Linked DNA regions of Mus musculus: region 2 is linked to region 1. The links are chromatin contacts, called in public Hi-C maps. All regions are on one chromosome and are shown on one strand. Each heading gives the region's core, a stretch centred on a gene start, on an enhancer-like site or on the middle of the called end of the contact. The rest is flanking DNA. Distances are from core to core; before and after follow the strand shown. Region 1 has its middle 42 kb from the start of Pde7b. Region 2 has its middle 61 kb from the start of Gm33510.

Region 1 (4,043 bases), core at 651-3,150:
CCACCTGTATTTGAAAGAAATGTCTGTCCCAGGTCTCAAGCATACTGCCAATCTGGCTTAAGCACAAAGGAGGAATTAATCAAACAACTTAGGGTGTTTTATACAATTCAGGTTTAGTAAGTCTCTTGACCAGACTTAGGGAGAGCTAAAAGAAAGAAACAGAGAGCTTACCTCTGCATCTGTAAACCCTTGCTTTGTTTGCTTTTTCTCTGAGAGTAGGCTTGGACTCTTACATCCACACTTTCACATCTGTTTCTGTCTCTTTCCCCCGTCTCTTCCCCTTACTCCATAATCCACCCAAAAGGTAAAGTTCAGGAAGAGAATCCAGTTGGCCCAACCTTTAGTGTGCATCATCTGTCCAGTCAGACACAGCTGGGGGGCAGTTCCTGCGTTTCATGACCATCGCTTGGAGGAATTCAGTATTAAGAGACGCATGTTTCTCAAAGTGTAACATGCATACAAATCACTTGATTATCTTGTTTCAATGCAAAATCTGATTACATCTAGGATGGAGCCAGAAAGGATACATTTTAATCAGCATCCAGGTGACGCTCCTGCTGCTGCTCTATAAATCACATGTAGCAAAGTCATAGGAGATGAGCAGGCACACTTCCCAGACCTGATAAGGTCTTTTCTTTTCCTGTGCCAAATGTAACAGATGCCATTTTGTACCCTTCTTCTGCCTCCTGGATACTTGTCACCTCTTTTAATCAAAACTATGAAATATTTGTAATTTTTTTTCTTCAGGAAGGCACATTGTATACTTAAATAAATATCGAGTGGGATGGTTTTAGTTATTCTAGTAAGTAAAAAAAAATGTTTATGACAGAACAGACAGACATTGCACCCACTGTCCTGCAATATTAAAAGTACAAGCTTACAGGAAGTCTGAAGGACCCACGGATTCAGATCGCAATGCTGGGTCATTGCTAGCTGTACCTACCATGGGCTGAATCGACTCAGAATGGAGTGAAGTTTGTTAGTCATTGTGGCACTGCTGTGACAAATACCTAACATGAACCACTTAAGGGGAAAGGGGCTCGTTGGGCTCTCGGGTTGAGGAGCCAGTCCATCCCAGCCGTGAGGTCACGGTGATGAGAGTGAGGCAGCTGCTTGCATGGCATCTGAAGCCAGGAAGCAAAGAGCAAGGAATACAGCTACTCGGCCCACTCTCTTCCCTGTAATCAGTGCAGGACAGCCATCCCAAGAACTGTGCTGCCTACAGTTACAATGGGTCTTTTCACCCCAAGTCACCTAGTGTGCTTCCTCACACACATGCCAGAAATCTGAATTTAGGGTGATTCTCCATCCTGCTTGTCAACAAGGTAAACCATCACAGAAGATGATCAAAGAGACCTGTCCATTTCCTATGTAAAATCACGTAGGCATTAATGTTATATTAAGCCTTTGCACTTAAAATTACATTTTGGTGAGTGTGATATCAATTGATGTATTTCCTAAGAAATGCTAGCTCATTCTGTGAACAGAGGGGTCCACAGGATGGGCCATGTAAGATGCCTGGATTCTCCACATTGATGTAAGGCTAACACAATGCCCTTGTTATTCAATTTATTTTAAAGTCTGCAAACATTGTTTTAAGTCCAATTTAAATAAGTTGGCAAGGCATTGAAGTTTCCTAAGTGGGAAACTCTCTCTAATGTGAGCAGTTCAGTAAAATTCTTCCTAACTATTCTTTAGGCACTTCTCTTACTCTCCTTAAACTGGTGGGTCTCTGTAGACTTGCAGAGCCTCCCTGACAACTAAAGATAAAAAGGTATTGATCTTTTGTAGCAACACCCAGAATCCATTTCCAAATGTTACAGGACTTTGCCTTATGTTGCTAGTGGCGTGAAAATCTTGGAAAGGGGCGGTTGCTGCCAGGGGAGACTCAATGTTTACTCGGGTTTCTTCATTTCCCATATGTGAGTGCTTACTCGCCAAGCCAGAAGCACTTAGTCCCACCGACAGTAACCTCTTATGAAACAGACTTCCTCTGTGCACTGCAAACCCGCAGAAACAGAAACAAAGCAAATCAGCTTGGTCCATCTTTCTTTGAACCAGATGCTCCTAAGAGTGTGCATTGGGCAATTCTTTCATCCACCTAAGGCCAGCTCGAATGGGGGAAGGAGGAATGCTTTGAATAAGAACACAATTGCAGGAAGACTGTTCATCATCTAGGGCTGTTGATAACACAGCAAGCTTGAGTTGAGAATGACGCATATCAGGTCCCTGACGAAGACATCAAAGCTATTTATTACAGGACCTGGAAGTAAATTGGAGTCTCCTAGTTTAAAAAAGAAAAAACAAAAAGCAAAAACACCCTACAGTAATGTCATTCAGAAGGCAGCACATATTCAGGTTGACTTTGAACTTAGTAGCTCATAGCTCAGGTCTGTTAATATTGAAAAGGACTTTCATCTAGTCTAAGAGATATGGACATTTGCACTCTGAGCAGTTAATCATACCTAGTTGCTGAAATTGATTGACAAATGCTAGTATTAATTTTCCAATTAAAAAGACCAACCTGAGGACCAGCAATGTCCACATTTGAGCACATGGTGGGTCTTATACAAATTTATTCTAGATATTTCCATATGTATTACCATATGGAATTACTATACACATATGTATTTCCATATGTGTATAGTATTCATATAGGAAGCCAGATGATGATTTATAAGAGGAAAGAGGAAAGGATTCCCTACTATGGTTATAAATCTGTATTCTGGAGTTGTTGGATGAAAATGGTCCCTGTGAGGGTACACTGAGATAAGGTGCCTGGTGTCCACACAAAGCTGAGAGTCTCACCTTTCTATGACCCTACCTGCCTGTCCTCAACCTAATACATTCACATGGAGAGAGAGACAGACAGATACAAACACAGACACAGAGAGACAAACACAGACACAGAGAGACAAACAGAGACACAGAGAGACAAACACAGACACAGAGAGACAAACACAGACACAGAGAGACAAACACAGACACAGAGAGACAAACACAGACACAGAGAGACAAACACAGACACAGAGAGACAAACACAGACACAGAGAGACAAACAGAGACACAGAGAGACAAACACAGACACAGAGAGACAAACACAGACACAGAGAGACAAACACAGACACAGAGAGACAAAGAGACAGAGACAGATAAAACAGATGCAAGGGGAAATCACACAAAGGCTACAGAGGACGGAGAACGGAAGGAACTTTGTTCCACTGTGAGTAACCTCTTTCAAAATGGACTTCCTTCAGGGAATTAGACATCTGGACATCACCAAGGTCTCAGGTGTGCTGGAATGAAATTAACCCCTTCCTTTCACAACCTAGCCCTTTTGCTGCTAGGTAAGGAAAATCCCCACCGGCAATAATGAAAGCCTTCTAAGTAGCCCTTCCCCACAGCCTAACTGTTTCTCGGTACCATCTGCCTCTTTGCTTAAGCTGGGGAGACTGAAGGAAACTTTCTGAGGCTAGATGAGATAGATGAATGGAGTTTTCTGGACTGTCCAGGGCTGTGGCTTCTCCGGGTGTTCAAAGTTTTCTACCATGTTTTTCTACATAAATCTAAAGTCAATGGGCAGGAACTTAGAAAGATTGAGTAACTCATTATAGATATAGATTAGATGGATGATAGATAGATAGATAGATAGATAGATAGATAGATAGGCAGATAAACAAGATAAATAATATGTATATTATGTATATATACATATACAAAATCTTAAAAGCAAGTGGTATCATATTTTTTAAATTTTCCTATTTTTAATTCTTATTGAAAATAGATGTTTTTCATACAATATATTTTTATTATGGCTTCTCTTTCCCCAACTCTTCTCAGACCCTTGCCATCTCCCCAATGACCTAAATCTATATCCTTTTTTGCTCTCTCTCATTAGAAAATAAACAAGCATCTAAAATAATAATAATAGCAGTAGAAGAATAAGTTAAAGTGAGGTTAACTACAGCAGACAAGCCAGAATAATACAAAACAAATAAGCAAACAAACAAACAAAAAGAGCCAAATTAAAAAACACAAGAAAA
Region 2 (4,043 bases), core at 877-3,376, 190 kb before region 1:
TTGCTAGGCAAGGGCTTAGACACTGACCTCCTCAGACATTTCTCTGGCTGTTTGGTTGTCTGTCTGGTTGGTTGGTTGGTTGTTTGGTTGTCTGGTTGTTTGGTTGTCTGGCTGGTTGGTTGTTTAGTTGTTTGGTTGTTTGGTTGGTTGTTTGGTTGTTTTGATACAAAGTTTCCCTATGAAGTCCTGGCTGTCCTGGAATTCACAACGTAGAGCAGACTGGTCTTGAACTCACATAGTCTCTCTCTCTCTCTAGTGCTGAGATTCAAATTATGTGCCGCCAAACTCAGCTTTATCCCAAGACTTTGTCATTTATTTTATTAAAGAGCATGTTTCCAGCCAGAAAGTTAGTTTTTGATTAGTTATGTTTATCTATATTAAATTATAACAAACTGAATTACCACAAAACATTACCATGTATTCAGTATACTTATTTATTCTTTCAGAACACTTCAAGGAACATTACCTTACCAGCTCATGATCAATTATTTATTAATAAAAAATTCTGCATAACCTGAATTTTATTATTCACATTTCAAGACAATAAAACTTTATTTTATATCATAGCTCAGACCTTGAAACACCACTAAATATTCTCATTAGCTTAACTCAATTTTTACATATAATAAAATACTGAATTTTATATTATCCTACATACTATAATATTCACTAAGCATTTAGAAACAATTGAACTATAAGTTTCTTCAAGCACAAAGATGAGAAAAAATGTTCTGCAAAAATCTGTGCAGAAGAACAAGAACATATAGCAGTTACATTTATTAAAAAAATACCCAACACAAGCATTTTAAGGAAGGAAGGTCTATTTTGACCTACAGAGAAGCAAGTGGAGACACAGAGAGAAGTTGGTCACATAGCTCCTCCAGTCAGGATCTTTTCTTTTCAGTTCAGTCCTTGGACACTAGCCCATGGAATAGTGGCTCCCATATTTAGTGTGAGTCTCCTACCTCAATTGAGATAATCCCTCATAGACTTGCCTAAAGATTTTTTTCCATAGTGTTTCTAAATCCCATGAAGTTGACATCAAGATTAATTATCACAGCGTGGTGGCAAGACAAGCACCTTCCCATGACTGGTGACTTGACTGCATTTTTAAATGCTTCAAAACCATATGGGACAATTTCTTTTTAAATTAGTATAAAATTGCAAATATGTGAGAAAACCTCTTCCAATGTCTGTCCTTTTTACTTTTCTATCACTGTGATAAGACACCATGACCAAAGCAACTTATAGAAGAAAGAGTTTATCTGGGGCTTAAAATTCCAGAGGGAGAGTCCATGATCTTCATGGTGGGGATCGTGGTGGCAGGCAGGGAGGCACAGTGCTAGAGCAAAGACAGAACTCATATCTTGATCCAGAATGACAAGGCAGAGGGAGGGGGAGGGGAGGGGAAGAGGGAGAGGGAGAGAGAGAGACTGGGAATGGAACAAAGACTTTTCAAACCTAAAAGCCCATCCCCAGTGACACAACTCCTCCAAGGTCACACCTCCTCACTGTTCCCTGACAGTTCCACCAAGGCTTCAAACATATGAGCCTATGGGGAGCCATACCCACCCAAACCACCACAATATTTTTTTTTCTTTTCCAAATGCAACAGTTCATAGAAATAGTCTTGGGACTGTAAATGTTTTGCAGTTTTTATAAAAGAAATTTAAAAATATTGTGCACACAAAAACTGCTTCTTCTGAACACATTAAAAATAGCATTGCCATTTTCCTCAGAATAAATAAGCAAATAAAAATAGATGGGATTACAATTCCTGGCTGTGAGAATTCTAATCTTGGAGGCATTTAAGGCAAATAGGACTAAGTACATCTACAATGTACTTTCCAGCAGAGAATGAAATATAGCTATGGTTCTACAAAGCAGAACACATGATGCTTCAACTAGGGCTTAATATGGATTTCAGAAAGCAATATTCAAATCAGTGATTTTTATTGCTTAGAAAAATTCATTTCCATAAGTTAAATGTATTCGTAACATTTTGAAATTTATTAAATTCTAAGACTTCCCATTAGCCTTGCCACAAATATTTAGCCATGCATGCTGCTGCCAATTGTAGCTCTGTCACAGGAAACTTGGCACGTTTCCAATCAGATGTCGCTACCGTGTCCAACACAGAACTCTTTAAACACGGACTTTCTATGCTGGAGGATCGTGACTCTCCAGATGAGCATATTTGAGAGAGGGCAAAGTAGGTAGCCGGTGCTGGGATTGAACTCAAGTCCTCATGCATGTGTGGCAAACACCTTACTGACTGAGCCTCTCCCTATCCCCTAAGGTTTTCTTTCACTTTTTAAGTATGTAATAATGTACTAAGGAAGATCATTAAATCTAATTAGTTTCTCTTTATCTTAATTTTTATGTTTTCCATATATTTCATCCTGACCGCAGTTTCTCTAATTTCTGAGTTTGTCTCCTTTACATGGGTGTTTTGTTCCTTGGTTCCTGTTTTTTCTCTGTTTTTTTTTTTTTTTTTTTTTTTGGCCAGAATGGCCTGTGGTTGAGTGGAGGGTCTCTGTGCGAGTTGGGAACTGGACTTCTGATGGCCAGGATGGCCTCTTTTTGGGCAGGGGATTTCTGTTCAAGTTGTGAGCTGGTGTTCTGTCTGTTGGTGTGGCCTCTGGTGTATAGCTGGGGTCCTCCACAGGAGCTGCGGGGCCGGAAGTTAGTGAAAACGGGGAGAGAGCTTATTGGAGGCAGGCTGTGGAGACAATGAGATGGAGGGCAGTCCACCTGTGAGCAGCCTAGCGAGGGTTCTGGGAGGAAGCATGGTCTTTGATGGATGGAATAGAGGTCTTCCACCAGAGGTGTGGGCCGAGTGGGGAAGGGACTTACTTGGTACTATTGGAGCTAACTTGGCCTGTGGTGGAGTAGAGGTTTCCTCTGGAGTGGTCAGACTTGATATGGTGATGAGGAGGGGCAGTTGGGCATAGCCTAAGAATTTCTTTTAACACATAAAAATTGAAATTTGTAGTGGTAGTTGGCTGACTGCTCTGTATCCCAGTGGGTCACATGTGCACACCTGGCTAGGAGCTATCTGGATTTGTGAACAGAACACACACACACACACACACACACACACACCAGTTAATTTTTGACATGCTTGACTAGCTCAAAGTTTGGGCACTCCTAAACCTTCCCCTGCTAGCAAATCCTCTCCTCCAGTACTCCTGAGACTCCTAACCCTTCTTCTCCCACCCCACACCCAATGGGGAAGTGGCCAAAGGCCACCTCCCCGAATTCTTCCATGGCGGCTTGCCTTTCTTTCCTGCAGCTTTCCCTTAGGTCCCATCCTTCTGCCCCTTCCCAGTCAAGGCAATTCTCTCTCTTTCTGACTCCTAGTTCCTAGCCCAGAAAAATCCAAAGGTCCTGCTGCAGTCTACATGCCCAGGCAGTGGCTGTTGGCTCTTTATTGATCTGTCAAAACCCAACTGGGACAAGGACCTTTGGCATTAACACATGCAGATTCCCAATTTGGGGGCTGGATTAATTCAAAGCATTGGAACCAGCCCCCAACAGAAAATGACTCAGATGTCGAAACAATCAAAAAGACTTTACTGGGAAACACCAACCAAAATTAAAGGCACAAATATGTTCAGGCATGCCTGAGATGAACCTAGTTCATTTTTCTCTGTATGTGGAAGATTGTCAAATAGCACTTCTAGGGAAATTCTTAAAACTCTCTGTACTCTAGTCTGGAAAGGGAGAGCTCTTTCTGTGTAAGGCCTATAATTTAGTTCTAGATTTTTCTCTGTGTTTTATTTTTCTTTCAAGATCATTTCATCTCTCTTCCATAAGACGGAATTGCCCTTGAATAGATCCACATGGCAAACAAATCAAAATAAAAATAATAAATTTTTAATATAGACAAAGGAAATGTAATAATAAATTCACATTTTAAGTTGGGAATTAGGAGTGAACTTTAGCATATTAGGATGAATTAGTATACAATCAAAATTGACTTAGAGCAACCTTTAAATATCTCATTAAGCAGGGAATTATTGATTTATACACTAATACTC

The links. A called contact is a pair of places that touch in the nucleus more often than the background predicts.
Region 2: a Hi-C map of liver shows a contact between it and region 1, with 2.0 times the contacts expected there. The contact joins two enhancer-like sites. A contact is called at or near these places in 2 of 484 Hi-C or Micro-C datasets (liver and nephron progenitors) and 1 of 115 datasets of contacts at active chromatin or transcription factors (embryonic stem cells).

What each region holds. Positions count from the first base shown.
Region 1 is chr10:20,588,243-20,592,285 of GRCm38.p6, reverse strand. It overlaps a transcript of Pde7b not described here. Among named protein-coding and RNA genes, the nearest start is that of Pde7b, 42 kb to the right of the region's middle. Within about 2 kb of position 1,900, at least 31 of the 459 cell types and tissues checked have an H3K27ac peak or open chromatin away from gene starts, as enhancers often do. A contact at or near this core is called in liver, where this site is marked.
Region 2 is chr10:20,775,289-20,779,331 of GRCm38.p6, reverse strand. No RefSeq gene overlaps it. Among named protein-coding and RNA genes, the nearest start is that of Gm33510, 61 kb to the left of the region's middle. Within about 2 kb of position 2,126, at least 5 of the 459 cell types and tissues checked have an H3K27ac peak or open chromatin away from gene starts, as enhancers often do. A contact at or near this core is called in liver, where this site is marked.